Linked DNA regions of Mus musculus: region 2 is linked to region 1. The links are chromatin contacts, called in public promoter capture Hi-C maps. All regions are on one chromosome and are shown on one strand. Each heading gives the region's core, a stretch centred on a gene start, on an enhancer-like site or on the middle of the called end of the contact. The rest is flanking DNA. Distances are from core to core; before and after follow the strand shown.

What was found. Capture Hi-C pulls out chosen DNA fragments and counts their contacts.
Region 2: a promoter capture Hi-C map of adipose tissue shows a contact between it and region 1. The contact joins two enhancer-like sites. A contact is called at or near these places in 1 of 15 datasets of contacts at CTCF or cohesin (CD8 T cells), 1 of 484 Hi-C or Micro-C datasets (uterus) and 3 of 9 other capture datasets (adipose tissue, liver and pancreatic islet).

What each region holds. Positions count from the first base shown.
Region 1 is chr1:54,764,184-54,768,899 of GRCm38.p6, forward strand. It overlaps Ankrd44 (ankyrin repeat domain 44), which reads right to left. Exons shown (of 28, transcript NM_001081433.3): 5 at 2,601-2,801; 6 at 2,167-2,254. It overlaps 4930444A19Rik (a long non-coding RNA gene), which reads left to right. Exons shown (of 4, transcript XR_003948660.1): 4 at 1,406-2,171. Among named protein-coding and RNA genes, the nearest start is that of 4930444A19Rik, 85 kb to the left of the region's middle. Within about 2 kb of position 1,943, at least 34 of the 459 cell types and tissues checked have an H3K27ac peak or open chromatin away from gene starts, as enhancers often do. A contact at or near this core is called in adipose tissue, where this site is marked.
Region 2 is chr1:54,865,192-54,869,907 of GRCm38.p6, forward strand. The region is part of intron 1 of Ankrd44 (ankyrin repeat domain 44); the gene reads right to left. Among named protein-coding and RNA genes, the nearest start is that of Ankrd44, 59 kb to the right of the region's middle. Within about 2 kb of position 2,425, at least 61 of the 459 cell types and tissues checked have an H3K27ac peak or open chromatin away from gene starts, as enhancers often do. A contact at or near this core is called in adipose tissue, where this site is marked.

The sequences.
Region 1 (4,716 bases), core at 693-3,192:
ATGAATTCCAGACCAGCTAGACAACAAAACAGACACAGTAAGAGCAACAAGGGTTGTGTTAAAATGAAAACAATTACCATCCTCACCAAAAAAGCCGACCAGTAAAATTTTAGTTTAGAAAACCAGTTTAAAAAAAAATCAGAATACTTACAGACTACTGTTTAATCTGAAATTACCATTGCCTTGTTGGGTTTTAATCCATTAAAAGGCAATTTTTTTATGTTTCCATGTTTTAACTCCCCTAAATCATTCACTAAATAGAAAACCTTCTAAATCTCGGCTTTTGTGGGCATTTGAGATCTGTTCCCTAGTTCACTATGGCACATGTGTTTGGCCTTTATTTTATAATTGAAGATCGTTTAAAGCTTAAGTTCATTGCTATAAATGTTGCAGCTAATTGAAGAGCAGGAGACAAATACTGGTTCCAAGACCTACGGTTTGTATGGGAGGCTGAGGGGGTGGGGGGAAGAGGTATAGCTTGCTTTATCAAAATCTAATTCTTTATCTACAAAATCTTTTATATAGAAAAATATTTTCAGTTACGTGGTGCCGACTCAAGCTACCTGCCCCAGCTTTTATCCCCTGTCTCCTAAGGATTGTAAGTCACCCTATTTATAACCTGATGGCATGAGCAATAATGATTTGACTTCTTTGCGTCATAAAAATATTTTAACCACACATCAGCAAAGCATAAGCTAGACCCTCACAGGTTCTTTGAGTCATTCCATGTACATTGTATGCGAAGATGTAATTGGTTTTAGCCTACTCAAAGGTCTGTGCTATTCAAGAACGAAAGAAGGAGCGGGCACGGAGGCACACACCTGGAATTCCAGCACTTGAGGGGAAGGAGGATCAGTCTAAGGTCTTTTCCTACACAGAGTTAATTCGTACAAAATTTAAAGATTCTTGGCGTCTGTAAGTCTAAGAATTCATTCAGAAACCCGTAGCTGTGGGATTTATTTTGTTCTCACCCCAATCTACTCCCTTCCATCCTACAAGTAATGATAATTTGTGAAATGATGATAACAGATATGTATGCGTATGAAACTGACTCAAACAAGCAAAAATGCTCAAAACAAAACAAAATAAAAAATAATCACTAATTCTTGGAGATACCATCTACGATTTCAGTATTTTTTTTCCAAATTTCCCTTCCCTGTATAGAATCTTCCACAGCAATAGAAAATATTATACATATCATTGTATTAAATATAGTTCTTTATGATGCATCTCCCTTTAGTGTGCCACATGATGTTTATAAATTCCCATGGCCACCATTGCTGTACTCCCTTCTGTGTCCCATTGTGTGGAGCTTCTGGGATTTGGCAGAACAATAGCCCATAGATGGATATCAGCTTGTGTGCATCTAAGTCTGATAGAACCCTATCTTTTTTTTTAACTGCAGGTTTTTCTCCAATCAGAAACACACAGAAGGATCTTAGTTATTCACCTCTCATATCTGCATTGAGGATAAACTCTGAGGACTATCATTTATCCAAGGTCTTTGCAACGGATCGAAAGGAAAGGACAAAACAGAGATGCAATCTTTTCAACTCTAGCTGAGTGAAGTGGACAGAGGGAAGTCTGTGGGCTTCCACTTGTGCCAGCACAGCAGAAGCCTGAGCTACTAGGATCTTCCACTTCCATATACAGAGGAAGCTGCCCTCTCTTCCTTCCCTTTGTCTTTTCCAAAAATAATTAGAAGCACAAAGATAAGGAGCATAGTGTCCTTGCTTTGTTAATCAGCCTGCTTTCTTTCCTAAACACTTTATTTGATGCCATAACAAACTAACATACAAGAAATGTTTGTAGTTTCCAATCCAGAGTGAAGAATGTTCAGAGAGGTCCAGGCCATGAGTCATCCTCCCCCTGTTTTGGGATAAATAAACCTCTGACAAGGCAACTGTCCAAGTAGAGCACTTTACAGATGCCAGGAAAACAGGCCAAATCTTCATTCAAGTGAAAGCCAACACTTAAGTCAGATTTGTCCTACATGGTCAACAAGAGGCCCATGGCATATGTAGCCAAGGTCATCTGCTTGTGGTCTTTAATTGTTGTATGATATGTTGGGAATGAAAACCAGGGTTTTGTGCACAGTAGGCCCTTACCCTACCATTACGGTAGCAAAGACCCTGGCACTTTGCTTTCCACACACAGAGCACTCACCCATGTATGCTGCCCAGTGGAGAGCTCGTCGGTCCTTCTTGTCAAATGCATTGATGTTTGCCCCTTTGGCCAAGAGTAAATTGACCATCTGAAAGATAACAAACAATGAATTCTGGTGTTCCCTCTAATGAGGACAGCTCCTTGTTGCTTTCAGGTGATCTAAACCAAATTAGCATCAAGCCTAACAGCAGCTCAAGGATTCATACCAGGTAGACAGGCTAGCAAGACAGGCTACACTGCTCATGTCAAAGGAGAAGACTGAAATGACAATCTACTGTTTCAACTCATTATGGTCTGATTTGAAAATGGATATAACTGCCCAAGCAACATACCTCTCTTATTCTCACATTCACATAAAGTCTCAAAAGTGGTTCCATCTGTGGCTAATAGGGTCTGAGTAGTGTGGCCCAGTTCCCAATGCTGAGAACACTCACCTCCATGTGTCCATTCAGAGCGGCGTGGTGCAAGGCTGTGCGCCCGCCTCTGTCGGAGACATTGACACTGCTCAGTAGTGGAATGATCACTTCTGCACACTTGACGGCCTTATTGGCTGCTGCCACATGGAGGGGGGTCTGCCAATTCTTGTCCCTTGCATTGACATCAGCCGAGTGTTTAATCAATACTTGCACTGCCTCCTACAACAGAAACAGTTTTCAGGATCACTGACAAATGCCCAGTCAATACTTCCTGTGGGTAAGGTGCTTCTCTGGACAAAAGAACTGGATTAAGAAAGGAAAGATTGCTGCCTTCCCAGGCAGGCTGTGGACAAGCCAAGTCATATGAGGTAGAGATCTGAGGAGTAACACAAAATGAGGCAATCTCTCCATCTTCCTCTTTCAGGTCAAAAGCCTGGCCCCCATCATCTGAGATGACATTCACCTTCTAAAGACACAGTTTTCTGATGAGGCATTCTTGGATCACCTGAGTGCAGATGTGCATATCAGGCAAAAGATCTGTTAAAAAAAATGCTCTCTAAAATGAGAAAAGTCTGGGAATAAATAAACCAACAAACTTCCAAAGCCTGTCAAACATTCTTGGACCACGTTTTGAATCTAGGTGCTCTGTGCCAATGTGTAACATGTGACCTTCCATCTTGTGAGGCTGTTATGCAAAGGACGTAATTAGTGGCTGTCTCAGTTTAAAGCTATAATAAAATGATTCCAAGTTTTCCATTACAATTAGTAAACCTTTTTTTGTTTTGGTTTGGTTTTCCATTAGTTTGTTTTGAAACAAGATCTCGGAAAGTTGTCCCAGGATGGCTTGGAACTCACAATTCAACCCAGATTGTCCTTAAACTCATGATCCTCCCATCTGAGCCTCTTGTGTGACCAGACTATGAGTGTGCACCACCAAGCCTGGCTATAGTGAGCAACTTCTTTTGCTGTTCTGATCTTCTTTTTTTTTTTACACAATTGTTTAGACTTTTGATTGTGATTTCCTTTCCTTGACTCAATCAGCTTACCCATTTCTTCACCTATAACTTTCAGCTCTACCTATAGTATAGAAGCCAGAGGACAAACTACTTTATCATATGACTATATAATAGCAAGTCCCAGATAACTGATATGAACTCAGCAAAATCAGCATTTTGAGTCCATGTAAATGTTTATGAAAAGAGTTTTCTGTGAGTCAAAAGTAGCAATGCATGGAGATAAACAGCTAACTTGGACAGTAAAATGTGAGCAAAAAGAAAACGTAGAAACTTATACAATTGAAATGAAAAGTATAGTAACTTTGGGAACCTCTTCTAGATGATGCAAGTAAAATTCAGGGACACAAATAAAGACTAGATATATACACTGCCCACCCTCAGAAGCCTGAAAAAAATACTCAATACACCATGAGCCTGTTTTAGAGTAAAACATAAATATGTATTTTTTTTACATTTATTTGTGTGTGTAAGTACAAGTTGTTGGAGTCAGTTCTCTATTTCTACCATGTGGGTTCTAGAAATTGAGCTTCTGTCTTTAGGTTTAATGGCAAAAGCCTTCACCTGATGAGCCATCTCACAGGTCCCACACACCTGCACATAAAACATTGCTAGAACTGCAAAGATCAAAAGAAATTAATCTCCACTTGTAGCTGATATTTACCTTGGGGTTGGCACGGTGCCCTTGTCTCTTTCCTCCCTTACATAGAGAAATCCTTGGGAAAGAATGGGGCTTCTACAATACTGAAGAATTCAACCTTATCCTTTCTTCCATTTCCTCTGACTGGACCTCAGTGCACAGTGATGAGCGAAAGTGCACTTACAAATTCTAATGTGTGCCTGTCTTTGTTACAGTTTTACAGCTGTGAACAGACACCATGACCAAGGCAAGTCTTATAAAAAACAATATTTAGCTGGGGCTAGCTTACAGGTTCAGAGGTTCAGTCCATTATCATCAAGGTGGGAGCATGGCAGTATCCAGGCAGGCATGGCACAGGCAGAGCTGAGAGTTCTATGTCTTCATGCAAAGGCTGCTAGTGGAAGACTGACTTCCAGGCAACTAGGGTGAGGATCTTATGCCCACACCCACAGTGACACACCTACTCCAACCAGGTCACACC
Region 2 (4,716 bases), core at 1,175-3,674, 100 kb after region 1:
CTACAATGTATCCCAGAACCTTGGGGTGAGGTTCTCTGCTAGATCCTGGGCTACATCCTCCAAACTAAGAGAGACATGGTAAAGAACACCTGGGAGATTCAATAGGAACAAGAGAGTAGTCACATACACAGGGTCTGGGAGGGGACATATACTGTCCAGAACTCACTTATCTGGCCCGTCCCTCTGAAAGGAAGACTGCAAAACGGGCCCAAGAGGAAAAGGGTCTGATGAAATAGAGTGTTAGTGCTGTCACTCAAGAAGGGGGGAGGAAGCCAATCTAGATTTCTCAAAACTAGACAGATGGCCCGAGTCACTGTCATAGGCCGTGCTTCTTAAGGAGAAACTCTGCTAAGGCTGAGTTTTCAACCAATTAATGCTGTCCTACCCCACAAACCCCTCCTTGGCCCTAGCAACATGGATGGCAGCCCCACGTTCCTCAGGACCAACAGTGCACGAGTTAGCTGACAACACAACCTCACACACACAAGCTCTAGGAAGCTGCGCCTGTGACAGCCACACAGGGGAGATCATATGACCTGAACGCTCCATAAATGTCTCCTATCCATGTTCCACAAACATGGCACCCACTGGGAGGCAGGCACAATTCCAAAGGCACCTGTCATTCAAGATCATTCTACACAGGATAGAAACCTCTAAGAGTCCAGACAGCAATCCCTCGCCTCCTTGAAAAGTTTATAACTTCAGTTTCTACTCAGCGAAGCCAGGTAGAATGAGGGGTAATGGGTAAGACTACTCAGACTGTCTCTGAAAAAGCCTACACGTCAGGGATCCATGCCCATAATTATTAACAACAGCTTCCAAGTCTGCTAACACATCACCTGTGCGCGTGCTGGGCCTGTCTGCAGATGCAGTCAGCTCTTCCCAGACTGCCGCTCAGCCCACTCCCTCCAAGAAAGAAGCCACTGCTGAAGGCAGGGAGCCCATCTGGCCCACACAGCAGCCAGGCTGAGAGGCCCCTCTGCTGCCCATGTTTCCTCCTCACCTTTCCCTGCTAGGGTCCACAGTAGAACCCAGGCAGGTTTGACCAGGAGAACACAGCCCCATCCACTCTGACTCTGTCCTTTGCTAGCTCTGTGACTCTTATGCCACTAGTCTCCTTCCTGTGTTGAGCAGCGGTGATACCTGCCACACCTCACCATTGCCCTTTGAAGCTCAAGGATGTAAACTACTGAGAAGCAATCTGAAATGTATGCCATAGTTTCTTCCCAGATACCGAGTACCTCCAACCAATATAGTCACTAGAAAATACCTAGTACGGCCCTTTACCCATGGCTCTCCTGTGGGGAACTACAGATTTCAGCTTCCAGTTCATGATCTCTCCCTCCCTCCCGCCTCCCTCCCTCCTTCTCTCTGCTCTCCCTCTCCTACCCTTGTTGTGCTCCCTCTCTCTGCTCCCTCTCTCTGCTCCCTCTCCCTCTCCTCCCCCTGCTTACACTCTCCCCCTCCCTCTGTTCTCTCTCTCCTCCCCCTGCACTCTCTTCCTCCCTCCCTCCCCTTTCTTCCCATCTCCTCCCTCAAGACTACAGAAGGGTGCATGCGAATTCCTTAGCTATATTACTAGATAATCCACTACATGAGCAAAATTACTTTTACTTGAGTATACTGAACTATTTGGCTATTTTATGTTTAAAGGGACTCAAAACCAGTTTAAAGTTCAATCTCTGGGAGCTGAGGCCATAGTTCAATGGTAGAGACTGCCCTAGCATCTGCATGGCCTGCATAGGCATCTGCATGAGCTGCATGGGCTGCATGGGCATCTGCATGGGCTGCATGGGCTGCATGGGCATGCCCTCAGCCCTGTGTGAAGACCCAACCTCTGCCTTCCAAGAGCTTTAAAAGAGGCAATAATATATTTCTAAAAAGTCATTAAAAGATAACGCATAATAGATGGATGAATGGATGACAGACAGACAGATTTCTTGTTTCAATTCAGTCCTATAACGCTGAGACCTGCTTTGGTCTCTGCACGTCAGTAGTTCCTAGCAGCCTGCTACCACAAGTGTGGCCTGTATCCTTATTATGGACCTTCTAAAGGAGTTTCACATTCTTTCTCTATTTATCACAAAAACAGTCTTGACCTAAATCCTGAACTACTAATCTCTTCCTGCAACAAACTACTTAGGGAGCGGGGAGACTCTGAGGAGGAAAAAAAATAGAGAGAAAAGTGGAAGGGAAATGTTCTAGTGACTTACAGAAATACAGTCCCCCTGGGGAGGATCACTGTACAAACAGTCCCAAGTTTACACTGGTGGGAGGCAGAGAGGAAGGAGGAAGGTCCACTACTCTGTCCTTAACTAACAGCAGCAAAGACATCTGCATTCAGAAATATTAGAGACAAAACAGGGAGTAGCGAGACGCCACTGTTACACTACAAGTCAAGAAGATTGAAGGAAACAAAGCGTTCTTTGAGGCCAGGAGGCAGAGGGAGCAGCTCTGTGACTGAGCTGAGGAGAGGCTGTGGAGACCCGCTTCTACACCAAACGCAACTCTTTTTAAGTCACTTGCTATCGATTGTGGGTCTTGCACAATAGCTGACTGTCTTATTTTATCCCTGAGAATAGAGCTTTGTTCTTGTACAGTGCCTCACCCTCAAATACTTCAGTGCGAGCTACTATGCCTAGAGAAAAGGCACAAAACACTATGTTTGTTCAAAACAAAAAAGGAACAGATTATTAAATCATCTTTTCTCTGAATCTGTTGATCTATAAGTAAAACACATTTACAAAAACAACCACTCCCCTGCCTCTGCTCTTCTCACTTTCTTTGGCATTCATTAACTTTAAAAGTATCATTTCAGCATAGCTTGGGTTCCCAAACAAAATTGTCTGTACTCACGCTACTGTGAAATTCATCTCTGTAAGAAAGGGTTGTACTCAGACAACATGTGCTCACAGACACTTTCTAGCATTTGAATTCTCAGTGCACAGAAGGGTTTGGGTTTTGGCACCTCAGCATCAACCCCATGTGTGCCCACCTACCCATGCACGTGCCCAAATGAACAGCCACGTGAGACGAGAAAGCACCACAGAGGAGATCGCACTGACCAAACTGCCGCTAACTACACATGCCAGACCTTCACACCCAACAACACAAAAGCTCAGACGCTTTTTAATCCGCTTGTTGTAACTCTGGCTGCTCTGAAATCAGTTCCAAACCAAAGACAACGCTTAATTCCCTACACAAGTGACTGAGCAGCAAGCAAGCTCCCGTCGTTCCCACTGCTTTTGCTTGCCATGAGCCAACCACCAACTACCTACCTTTCCCCTCCTGAAACTGCCCCAGCTCCCTCTCTCCTCAGCATATTTACAGACCATTCCCTCAGTCTAGGACATCCTGCACACTCTTCCGACAGAGTTTAAGCTGATTCACTTTCAGACACAAGCCCTACAATGGCCCTGATTCAGGGTCATTGAGATGACTCAGTGGACAAAGAAACCTGAGCCGTGACAACCTGTGTTCAATCCCCAAAGCCCAAAGGGAGAGACTGCAGGGACAAAAATGGGAAAGAGACTGAAGGAAAGGCTGTCCAGTGACCAGCCCAACTTGGGATCCAACTCATGGGGAGGCACCAAGGCCTGACACTACTACTAATGCTATGGTGTGCTTACAGACAGGAACCTAGCATGGTTGTCCTCTAAGAGGCCCAACAAGCTGCAGATTGAAACAGAGACAAATACTTACAGTCAACCAATGGACAGAAGCTTGAGTCCCCTGTCGTTGAACTAAGAAAAGGCTGGAAAAAGCTGAGGAGGAGAGTGACCCCGTAGGAAGATGAGCAGTCTCCCGGACCCCTGAGACCTCTCAGACACCGAGCCACCAACCAGGCAGCACACAGTAGCTGATATGAGGCCCCCAACACATATACAGCAGAGGACTGCCTGGTCTGGCCTCAGTGAGAGAAGACACACCTAACCCTCCAAAGACTTGAGGCTCCAGGGAGTGGGGAGGCCTGGCAGAGGTGAGGTGAGGGGGTGGGGACATCCTCTCGAAGAGAGAGGAGGAACTGTGGGAGGATGGACTAGAAGGGGGTTAATGACTGGACTGTAAAAATAAAGGTTATAAAAAATAATAATAAAATGAACTTGGGGGGAAAAGGCTTTTACAATAATTCTAAAAACATATGTGTTAGTGCAAAGTTACAAGTTTTGTAGTTTTTCTCTTAACCTGGCTTGCTCCCAAATAATTGAGATAGGACTATTAGATTTATTTAACAGCTTTAAGGCACAACTGAGCAATTAATCTACTTCAGTCCTCTAAACCAACCTGGCTACCTCCCAGCCAAAATCCCTGAGATCCGCGCATTTTAGGACTGATCCGGCTCTCCCTGCTCCAGGTGTATTCTCAGGGTGTTTTCTGGACCCTCTTCTAATGGCAAATCGTCCCCACCCCCTCCCTCTCCCTCCCACTCCCCTGGCTGGGAGGAAGTCCAGCCCTATGCTTCCCTCTGCTCAATCACTGAGTGATCAGCTTCTTTATGGACCAATCAGGGAATATTTGGGGAAGTATGTTTATATAACACTGAGACAGGAGATTCTCAAAATAAGGATTGCAACCAGATATCATGGCACAGAAATCAGCATATGAGTATTTACACAGTGCACAATGACATTATGCCTACATGCATGCTTTTCCCATTGTGTTTCTCTTCCCCAATAATTTAAAAGATCTTTTGCTTCTGTTGTGCTTGGGATTGAG